Regions from separate parts of the Mus musculus genome. Here region 1 is linked to region 2. Evidence: chromatin contacts called from public Hi-C data. All regions are on one chromosome and are shown on one strand. The core of a region is the stretch at or near the end of the contact, and the rest is flanking DNA. Distances in the headings are between cores, read along the strand shown.

What was found. A called contact is a pair of places that touch in the nucleus more often than the background predicts.
Region 1: a contact with region 2 is called in a Hi-C map of cerebellum, with 3 times the contacts expected there. The contact joins the promoter of Onecut1 here to the promoter of Aldh1a2 in region 2.

Annotation. Positions count from the first base shown.
Region 1 is chr9:74,858,583-74,863,978 of GRCm38.p6, forward strand. It overlaps Onecut1 (one cut domain, family member 1), which reads left to right and starts at 3,339. Exons shown (of 2, transcript NM_008262.3): 1 at 3,339-4,819. The coding sequence starts at 3,715. Gm33562 (a long non-coding RNA gene) reads right to left here and starts at 4,554. Exons shown (of 4, transcript XR_870924.1): 1 at 4,480-4,554.
Region 2 is chr9:71,214,225-71,219,566 of GRCm38.p6, forward strand. It overlaps Aldh1a2 (aldehyde dehydrogenase family 1, subfamily A2), which reads left to right and starts at 1,565. Exons shown (of 14, transcript NM_009022.4): 1 at 1,565-1,739. The coding sequence starts at 1,623. Gm3458 (predicted gene 3458) reads right to left here and starts at 1,162. Exons shown (of 4, transcript NR_110518.1): 1 at 1,023-1,162.

The sequences.
Region 1 (5,396 bases), core at 2,089-4,588, 3.6 Mb after region 2:
TGGGAGTTTCATTCAAGTTTCAGAAATGTTTAGGTTTCAAATGCTGTAGCCAAGGATCTCTTACCTGAAGCCCTGGGTAGGAACACTTTCTGAAACCCAGGACGGCAGTCACCAAATAGGGACTGAACACCTGATGCCCCAAAGAGCATAGAAACATTTCTTTTGAATGGTCCATATGTTACACATCTACTGTTCACAAAGAAAACCAAGCCATTAACCCTGAATCACATGGGCCATTCTTAGAGAACCGCACGTGGCCAGCATTTACAAGAACAGCCTTTTTCACAAGTCTGATGGCATTGCCCTGCAAACTGTAGCCAATCTAGCAGAGGACAAATTTCACATACCTACCCACTCAACAGGCATTTACACGTAGAAACATCAGTGATAGAGCCTTTGCCCAGCTCAAGGCCCCAGTAGCACAAAAGTTGGGTTCCAAGATGAAAATCCTGCAACAAGCAGCTAGTTGAGCCTTTAGCCCCTGTTTTTTAAACTTGTATTTTAATAGTTTTTACATTGCTCTTCTTTGATTCTCCTTCAGTTGCTTAGAATCTGGAGCAGTTAAGTTCTCTGCTTCACACACTTACTGTCCAGTTTCAAGGAATTCTTCTATAGCCTTTCCCTTCCCTTAGGATTGCTTCAATCCATCTTTGGTCTTATAAGGGAGGCAAGTACTATAGGCTGCAGGAAAGAAGTGAGGGGGGGGGGATGGACAAGCTTTGTGCTGGGCACTCCTAGATGAAGACCAGATGACAGCAGGTAGCTCCAGTTCCCTCAGAGGCCAGAAAATACTTCTGAGGTGTGAAAAACACCATGCTTCTAACTCAGCAACTACAGAAAAATAGTGCTTAAAAAAAGGTGTAAAATAGAGAAGTAGGAGAAGGAATAGGTGGAGGTGGTGGTGGAAGAGGAGGAGGGAGAGGAAATTTGTAAACCAAGTCTGAGATTGGTGGGGGTGGGGGTGATGTCAAACCCTGAGGGGAGCAAGGCCTAAAGATCTTTTCCTCAACTTCTTTTCTCCTTTGGGAACCAAAGCTGAAAGAAGACACCCTTTTGACAAGGTCCCTTTGGACCGAGTCCCTTTTGGTAAAGACTTGAGCTCCTTGATCCCACCTCTCTGGGGGCTCAGCTAAGAGTCACCGTGAAGAAGGACTTCCAAGATCAAGTCTCTAATTAACTGGAGGATGGTAGCACCATGAACGATGATGTGTGAACTAATACCCGATGATGTGTGAACTAATTCTTTCTTTCTTTCTTTCTTTCTTTCTTTCTTTCTTTCTTTCTTTCTTTCTTTTTAAGGAACAGTCGTTCAAGAAGAGATGGCCATAAGGGCAGATCAATCATTTCAATGGGATTAAAATATGGTGGAAGGAACAGTTGAGCTGAGATTATTTCAACCCATCCTTTGGTCTTACAAGAGATGCAAGCACTCTATACTACTGGAAAGGAGTTCAAGAAAGAAAAGAAAAGAAGGAAGGTAGATTTGGTTTCTAGAAAATATTTTGTACTTGAGTGTATCTGAAGCAATGATAAATAAATTAAATTAGTATTATTTTGGTTTTGCCAATGTATCCCCCCATGACCTTTTCCTGGGGGGTTCAGATTCCTAAATGATCATGACCAAGCTGGCTTGAAGTAGGGTCCACAGGAATTATTTGGGTAGGATGGATCCTGTTCTAATGTTGAGACCCAGCAGAGTTAGTCTTCTAGGAAGTGTTTCTGTACCCACTGACCTTGACTGTGGGCCTTGTGCTGTTAGAGGCAGGCACTTGGGTTAAGAGATGAGCCTGTTTGTACCTTAACTGATGAGATTTCAGGTTACCACACCCTGGGTTGACCACACCAAAATTTTCTTATAGACCCCACCACCACGACTCAATCCTAGGCTCTCTGAAAACCGTTACAAGGAAACACAGGCGGTGGGTTCTGTGTTTGGCACAGAGCAGGCCTCAGACACTTTGTTCAGTAGCTGAGCCCTGAAAGCCCGCTCTGAGGCTATCTTTATTGTGAGCACCGCTAGCCCCAGGCTGAGACTCGGCGCTGACCCGGCCGTAACTGCCAAGGGCCTGACAATGGGCACATCTGTCCTTTCTCCAAGGGATAAAAGCACCTAAGCAGACAAGGCTCTGCCTTTTGTTACGGACTTTTTTCTTTCTTTCTTTTGTAAATAAAAGAAAGCCGCGGCATGTGGCGGCCGGGTGTGTGTCCCACACTGGGGGCCTCCCCACGCGTCCCCACCAGGCTGAAGGCCCGGGTTCAATTCCGGATTGGAGCGTGACTGTGACAGGGGCACAATTATGCCCAAAGCTGAATTGATTTTCAAATCTGGAGGCTTCTTGCAGGGACGCCAGGAAAAGGAAAGCGTCCCTGCGGTCCAAGCCGCTCGGCTCAGCCGCGTGCACTCTGCCTGCGTGGGGTACTTCTTCCAAGCCTCTAGGTTCTTTTCTAGAAAGGCTGTGGAGTAACTAAAAAACCAGCTCCGTCCCCCCCCCCCCGCCCCCTTCCATGCTAACCAGGCCCTCTCTCCTGTCTCCCTCAGTATCCCCCAAGCAGAGTTATCCAAAGTGGGAGAGCTATCTTAATTGGGAGCAAAGTGACAGACCTTCTTTGAGGTCTGGGACAGTGAGGGGTGGCCTCGATCTGAGTGCTCCTCACTGAGCACAGATTCCTGAGTGCTCCTCGGCCCCGGGCTCAGATGGAGAAAGGTAGTTCGAGGAGTACTTGAGAGGATCATGGATGGCAGTTCGGGATACAGCGTCCCGACCTAGGCCTTCAGGGTATATACACGTCCCAAGTCCCCGTAGGACAACTATTTAAGGACAGTGAATGAGTTGGTCTCCAGCGATCCTCTAGGGAATAAAGCCCAATGGGCGAGTGGGCTTTGGGCCATGACATAGTTTCTACTCCCCGCCGGTAACCTGTACCGGGAACTAGCAACTCAGACTCAGGGGCTCTGGTTCTCAAACCTAGCTGGCTCACGGTGACAGAAACCAGGCAAGAAAGTCCGGATGGAAAGAGAGAGGGAGGTAGTGAGGAAGACCAGGAGGTAGCAAGTCTCCGAGGACTGTGGAGGCGGCTCCAGGTCGCACTCTGCGCGCGTCCCGTGCACGTGCTCACTGATCCCGGGCCATTCGGCGCCGCTGAGAAAGCTCTGTCCCCCCCACCCCCACCCCACCCCCTCGGTTCATTTGTGCTGGGACGTCACGGAGCGCTGGGACCGAGGGGGCGGGGCCTGGAAGCGCGCATGCGCGCTACGCCCGGCGGGCGTGAGGGCGGGCAGCGGCAGCGGCGGCGGCTACGGAATCGCAGCCACAGTCTGCAACAGTAACCGAGCCATGGCTCGAGCTGGCGGGCGGCACAGGCAGGCAGCAGCCGCGGCAGGCGCACGGGCCGCGTCAAGGGAGCCTGGGGCAGCAGGATTCTAAGAAGAGGGGCGAGAGGGGGCCGGGCTGGGTGGGCTAGGGGTACCGCGCTCTCCCAACAGCACGGGTCCTTTTTGGAAATTAATATTAAAAGAAAAAAAAAAGACAGAGGGGAAGGTGGGAGCAAGAGAGAAGGCAAGACACACACAGAGAGAGCGAGAGACACAGATCCCCACAGTGAGAGGAAGAAAGGCCACAGTCGCAGGCAGCCGATGTGAAGACTGGACTCCTTGCGCCCCTCGCCGCCTCTGCCCGGCCACATCGATGTTGCAGCCCGCTCGCCCGCATCACGATGAACGCACAGCTGACCATGGAGGCGATCGGCGAGCTGCACGGGGTGAGCCATGAGCCGGTGCCCGCCCCTGCTGACCTGCTGGGCGGCAGCCCTCACGCGCGCAGCTCCGTGGGACACCGCGGCAGCCACCTGCCTCCCGCGCACCCGCGTTCCATGGGCATGGCGTCCCTGCTGGACGGCGGCAGCGGAGGCAGCGATTACCACCACCACCACCGCGCCCCTGAGCACAGCTTGGCTGGCCCCCTGCACCCCACCATGACCATGGCCTGTGAAACTCCCCCAGGTATGAGCATGCCCACCACCTACACTACCTTAACCCCTCTGCAGCCGCTGCCGCCCATCTCCACCGTGTCCGACAAGTTCCCTCACCATCATCACCACCACCATCACCACCACCACCCACACCACCACCAGCGCCTGGCGGGCAACGTGAGCGGTAGTTTCACACTTATGCGGGATGAGCGCGGGCTGGCCTCTATGAATAACCTCTATACCCCCTACCACAAGGACGTGGCTGGCATGGGCCAGAGCCTCTCGCCCCTCTCTGGCTCCGGTCTGGGCAGCATTCACAACTCCCAGCAAGGACTTCCCCACTATGCTCATCCCGGCGCGGCTATGCCCACCGACAAGATGCTCACCCCAAATGGCTTTGAAGCCCACCACCCTGCCATGCTCGGTCGCCACGGGGAGCAGCACCTCACGCCCACCTCGGCCGGCATGGTACCCATCAACGGCCTTCCTCCGCACCATCCTCATGCCCACCTGAATGCCCAGGGCCACGGACAGCTCCTGGGCACAGCCCGAGAGCCCAACCCTTCGGTGACCGGCGCGCAGGTCAGCAATGGAAGTAATTCAGGGCAGATGGAAGAGATCAATACCAAAGAGGTGGCGCAGCGTATCACCACCGAGCTCAAACGTTACAGCATCCCACAGGCCATCTTCGCGCAGAGGGTGCTCTGCCGTTCCCAGGGGACCCTTTCGGACCTGCTGCGAAACCCCAAGCCCTGGAGCAAACTCAAGTCGGGTCGGGAGACCTTCCGGAGGATGTGGAAGTGGCTGCAGGAGCCGGAGTTCCAGCGCATGTCGGCGCTCCGCTTAGCAGGTGAGGCGCTGGGCGCGTGGGCGAGATAAGGGACTGACGGTGGGAGGGAATGAGAAAGGCTGGGCGCGCTTCGTCCCGCTCCGCCTCCCCTTTCTTCAAGAGAGGTGTCCCTAGACCTGGAAGAGCCAGCTCAGGGAGTCAACCTCCTCCTCCTCCTTCTCCAAGGGCTCAGCGCATTGGGCTAAGGGAGGCTTCGAAGACCGAACAAGGTGGCCTCCGCGACTTCGGGGTTGCGTTTGTGCTCGGGGACAGAGCTGCAAGGTTTTGAGCCGCGGGCAGAGAGACTCTTGGAACCTGGCGGAATCTCAGCGGAACACAAGAGGGTTTAGGAAGGGACGAAGCATACCAAGAACTAGCACCCGTTGCTCAAGGCACATACCCCGCGCGGGCCAGGCGCTGTTCAAGCTGCCAGTCAATATTGGCTGAGCTGGCTGCGGCGACCCGCTCTTGGCCGATTTTATTGGCGCCACGCGCAAGGGGGTCCGCACTTCAATAGGGTGTGCACACAGATTCCAAACCTGCAGGCGATCAGTGCATGGCGGGCTGCTTTGGAGGGGTTATCACACATCGCTGAGTA
Region 2 (5,342 bases), core at 315-2,814:
TCTCTCTCCTTCCCTCCTTCCCTCCCTCCCTCCTTCCTTCCTTCCCTCCCTCCCTCTTCCCTCCCTTCCTCTGTCCCTCCCTCCGTTCCTCCTCTGTACCCCCTTCCCCTTCCCCCCTCTCTTCCTCCCTCGCTCCTTCTCTCCTGTAAGAGAGGATGAACTTGAACTTCTAATCCTCTTGCCTCCATCCAGTGGGATGCTGGGAATTACAGGCATGCATCTCTACCCCAGTTCAAGGTGGTGCTGGCAACTAAACCCAGCGTTCTAGGCAAGCACTCTACCTACAGAGCTACCTCCCCACCATTCTTCTTATTCTTTCTCAGTCTTCTACAGCTTAAATAAAGGCGATTCTTAGGAGTATATTCGGTTATTAAGACACACTCTTTGGCCATAAACGTTCCCTGTGAATAGGAATTTTTCAACTGCCTAAATTAGGCTGTATTGTTGCTCTAGGACGACGACGTAGTGCTTGCTCGGTCACTTTAGGCAGATACCCTATAAAGAGTTCTCGGAGCCTGGAACTTGTCTCACAAATTCAATTAAGACAACAGCATTCTGTCTGCACAGAATCTAAGCACCAATCATTTACGGAATTTTAGTTAATGAACACATCTAAAGTAAGTGTTTTGTAGTGAACAACATGCAAAGAAATGATTGAGCAAGAGCGAAGCAGTTGCTTGGGAGTTGAGAGTCTTCCATAGAAAAACAGGAAGAGTCAGGTTGGATAAGGCTGTGGGATTTTCATGGGGATAGAGGCAGAAAGCCCTATAAAGAGCTATCTATATGGGCTCGTGATATTGGTCCAATGATTCTCCCACGCTATCTGGAGTGAACTGTCTAGGCTACTGATTCCTGATCAGCGCCCATCTTTACTCAACTATAAGGCTGCTTGTAAGACGAGAAGGGATGGAGATGGAAGCTCAACCCGGAGATTCTGACAGGAAGAGCAACAGAAAATCCCAAGTGTTTCCCGGTGTGGATGGGAAGAGGAAAGGAAAGGGCTGGAAGGAGACCATCAAGACCTGGAATATCCAGGCAACCCAAGGCAGATGAAGCCCACGGCCTCAGGCACAACTAGGCCGCGGGGCCGGCAGAGGGCAGCAGTTGGGCTGAGAAGCCTGGTGGGGGCCAGCGCGGCGTCGGCGGTTCCAGAAGGTTCTCCTTGGGAGTGTGGGGAGCATCTATCACCCCACCCAGCGGCCACGCGCCCCTCGCGCCACGCGGAAGGCTGAGCGAAAGCTCTTTCGGGCTGCTCGGGACCCCGGGGGAGGAGAAGAGCGAGTGTTAGGAAGGGCGCGGGGCTCGGCGGGGCCGCGGCTCGGGCGCCTCTCCTCCCGGCCGACCAGCGCTAAGGCTCGCGGGGCTGCCATCGGCCAGCGCGGTCCCGCCGAGGCTGCGCTCCGGCCGTCGAGGCCCCCCCGGGCGCGCCCGCGGGAGCGTGGGCCGCGGACTTGACCGTGCGGGCGCCGCGCGCGGCCGTATGCAAATGTCCTCCTGGGCCGGCCCCCCGCGCCTGTGGGCCGCACGTCCAATAAGAAGCGCCCCCCGCTTGACACCTGCCTATATACAGCGAGCGCGCCCCGGCCGCGCAGCGCCCCGCGCACACCCACCCGTGGCCGCCCATGACTTCCAGCGAGATCGCCATGCCGGGCGAGGTGAAGGCCGACCCCGCCGCGCTCATGGCCTCGCTGCAGCTCCTGCCGTCGCCCACGCCCAACCTCGAGATCAAGTACACCAAGGTAAAGCCGTCCGGCGGACGCTTTCTGGAAGCATCCTCTGGATCCCTTCAGAGGCCGGGGGCCCGGAGGTCGCCTGTCATCTCCGCGCCTCCGCGGGGACCGCGATGCGGGCTTCTCAAGTCCCGCCCCGGTTTAGGGAGCGTCTTGGGAGAACCGGTCCCAAACAGAAGGCAGCGCGGGGATCGCCAGCGGCGGCGGACGGTGGTGACGACCTCGGGACTGCCTGGGGAGGTGGGATTTCCCAGAGCAGACCTGGGTCTGGTTCTGGAGTCCCCTATGACTCTTTAGAGCCGGCTAGGGTCCGGTCCTAGATGTCCCTAGGGCAGAACGAGGCTTAGTTCTGGGGTCCCTTAGAGCTCAGGGCAGACCGGAGTCCGGTTGTGCGAGCCCCCAAGTTTTATCAGAGCAAATGGAGTTTGGCTCTGGGGTCCCCCAGGTCTCCTCAGAGCAGTCCGGGCTCTGGCTTGAGGAGGGTGTTCCCCTGGGTTTCCTCAGAGCCCACCGGGGTGCAGTTCTCCCTGTCCCTCGGTCTCAGAGCAGAGTGGGGTTCACCGCCAGGGTGGCATTGCGGTCCGGTGTCGCCCCGCGGTCCCTCGGGTCCGGAGGTGCGCGGCCGCGCGGGCTTATCTTCCCTCAGAGCGGAGTCGCTGAAGGGTTGTCAGGACCGGAGTCCCACAGACTTCGCGGGGACCTGGCCGAGACGCAGTAGGTCTATGCCAGGATTTCCTCGGGATTTTGTAGGCAATGGACATTTTAGAAAAAGGGAAAATAACTCAAGTCACATAAATTAGCGAGCTCACTTTTGCACTGATAAGCCTAATGATTTTTTTCCTAACGAATTCTGACATCTTAGTTTGTCAAGCACGAATTATTGTTGTTAAACTGCATTAAAAAGCAATACACGCCTGCTGCCCCATGTGACTTGATCCCCTACCACTCCACCGTTCTCAGGGAAAAAAAATCCACGGGGGAAATTTGTGAAATACATACACAAAGGGATTGAATGTTATAGCAAAAAGGCGACTGTAGCCTTTAAAGCCACACTTCTTGAGAGTTCATTTTAGAATTTTTTTTTTTAATTTGATTTTCATTCCTACCGCAAACTCTCGCCAGTTAACTGCAGCGCGCGCACACGATACAGCTGATAAGTGTTCCATCGCGGGCATTACACTATACGCGAAAAGCAGAGAAGTTAAGTTGTTCGCATGTGACAACTGTTACGGTTGAAAGAGAAATGCAAAAACATCGTTTCTGAATTTTTGTTGCATTGAGTTTCAGAATAAGGATTTGTAGGATTCGTATTTTTGAATGTGGATTTAATGTACCTGTTAGCTTTTAGATGGTGTGACAAATTTTTGAAAGCCATTTTAATGAGAGGTCGTTAATGGTTATAGCCCTCTAGGCATTGTTTGCATAACAATAGTGCCAGTGTGTGGCACATCTCCGGGTTTAGGAACAAGCCAGGGAAGCCTGCACATAAAAGTTTTGTTTTATGAGGGTCCCTAACCTCTTCAGATGCGCTTTAGAGATCTTAAAAGGCAAGATCCACACGTGATTCCGGGGGTTTGTTTTACACTTACTTTTGATCAGATTATCTTAACAGCCCCTGAAAGTCTGCAGTAGATATCTTTTTTCAGAATTTCATTTGGAAGCTCCTCCAATTCTCCTTTTCTCTAGCCACCCCCTCTCTTCTCTCTCTTGTTCTACCCCAGTAGGAAAGACAACTGATTTATAGCTAATTGGAGCCTTTAATGTCGGAGTCTTTTTAGCTCCATGAAGACTTTTATCCAGTATCCACTTTCCCACTTATTACCAAGAAAAACAATCAGAAATGAAATAATGGATTGTAACTTGATTCTTTAATTTGTGGGGAGGAGGCGCCTTATATTTTGTCTTGACAAACAACCCTCATAAATGGTGGAGTAACACACATTACAGGCGAGCTCTTTCACAAAAACTTGTAAAATCAGGTATCTGTGAACGCTCCCAGCAGCTTCTGTGCTCAGCTCTTTAGTTAGACTTCTACACTTTCTAAGACAGGAACTGCGAACAACCCGTTCTAGTTCATTTTATTTTAACAGAAAGAACAGAGTGACTGCTCTTTTGGTAGCCTAAGTTTTTTTTTTTCTTTTCTCTTCAAAAGAGAGTTGGGAGGTCTTTTAAAAATTCATTCATGATCAAAAGTGGGGAGAAATGTATTAGCAATTTCAAACAGAGCGATGAACAAGGTAGATGGGCAATCCTTTAATGCTATTATATTTGTTAGGAAAAATTTAAAAGATATTATGCCTTGGGAATCTGTTGAAAAGGAGGAAACAAAACATTTGCATCAAATAAAGGTACTATGCAGCAAATAAATTTATAATTAATTTTGTCTTGTTAAACATGTTCTTATTGAATGACACTATAATATGATTTTTCTATGTGATTTGACAAGAATATAAACTAATTAGTGATCAACATAACTGGTCAGATTATGAGAATTTTAAAAAATATGTTCTTAGAATATTTTGCATTTGTGATCCTGCACTTATCTGCCATTTTCATCCTTTTACTTCTTGTTCCAAGGGAATGGAAAAAATAGTCAATATTATGTTAATGCCATTTTCTGTCAAAGGTTCTGTACAAAATGCTATAAAAGCAAAGTTCAACCTCGAAGCATTCTGAAAGAGCGTGTGTGTGGCTTTGTATTGGCTTTTAGGCAATTGCATTCCATTAAAAATAACATAAGCCTGCTGCTTGCTCCGAGTTCTCGTATCCAGTTTAGACTAAGGATAAATGACTGTAATGCCTTTGGAATATGTCTATTTTCTTTTTCTTCTTAAACAGGAACCTAGACCCCCCAGTTTCTTAAATGATTCTTGCTAAGAAATGGGGGGGGGTTGTTTGTTTCAAGACTTACAGTCAAGAAAGAATACTAGTATTAAAAAAATAAAAATAAAAAAAGCATGGAGGGCACCCGTGTGGAGCTGAGAGAACGTATGCTCCTTTGTGTTCTTTGAGACTGCTCAATAGCTGGTCTGATTGCATTTAGCTGTGTGTTTCTCAGTTAGTTTTTCTGAGTTATTTCTGTTTCATCTGCCTGGTTTTTGTATTGCCAGCCGTGTTGTGGGAGCATACACGTTGTAAAACTAAGGCTTAGCATTCTCCTAAGAACTGCCCCTGACTTCAGGGCGGGGTGGGGTCCCAGGATCTCCCTGCCTTCTTTCTCTCTCCCTTTCGCAGATTTCCACGTCTTTACAGAATTTCTTTATTTCACTTACTTTTCTGCTTTTTTTCAATGACTACATCTTTTCTTCTGGCTCTACTGGTTCACTTTTGGAGTGAGCAACTGAAAAATGTACGTAGTTGGCAACATACAGGGTTCTGTGTTCTCCCAGTATTTGATGCGATGTGGGGTAGGGTATAAGGGTCCACAAAGAGGGCATTTGTTGCTGCACCTACAAGAGAAAACACAAAAGGCAGCTCACTGGAAAAATCAGACAAATGTGTATCTGGGTACCTACTGTTTATTATTTTATTTGTTCATTTAATAGCCTTTTAATAAGTGCACTCTGTTTTCTGGGGTCAATTTCAACTCAGTTCAAAGGGATTTTGAGGGGC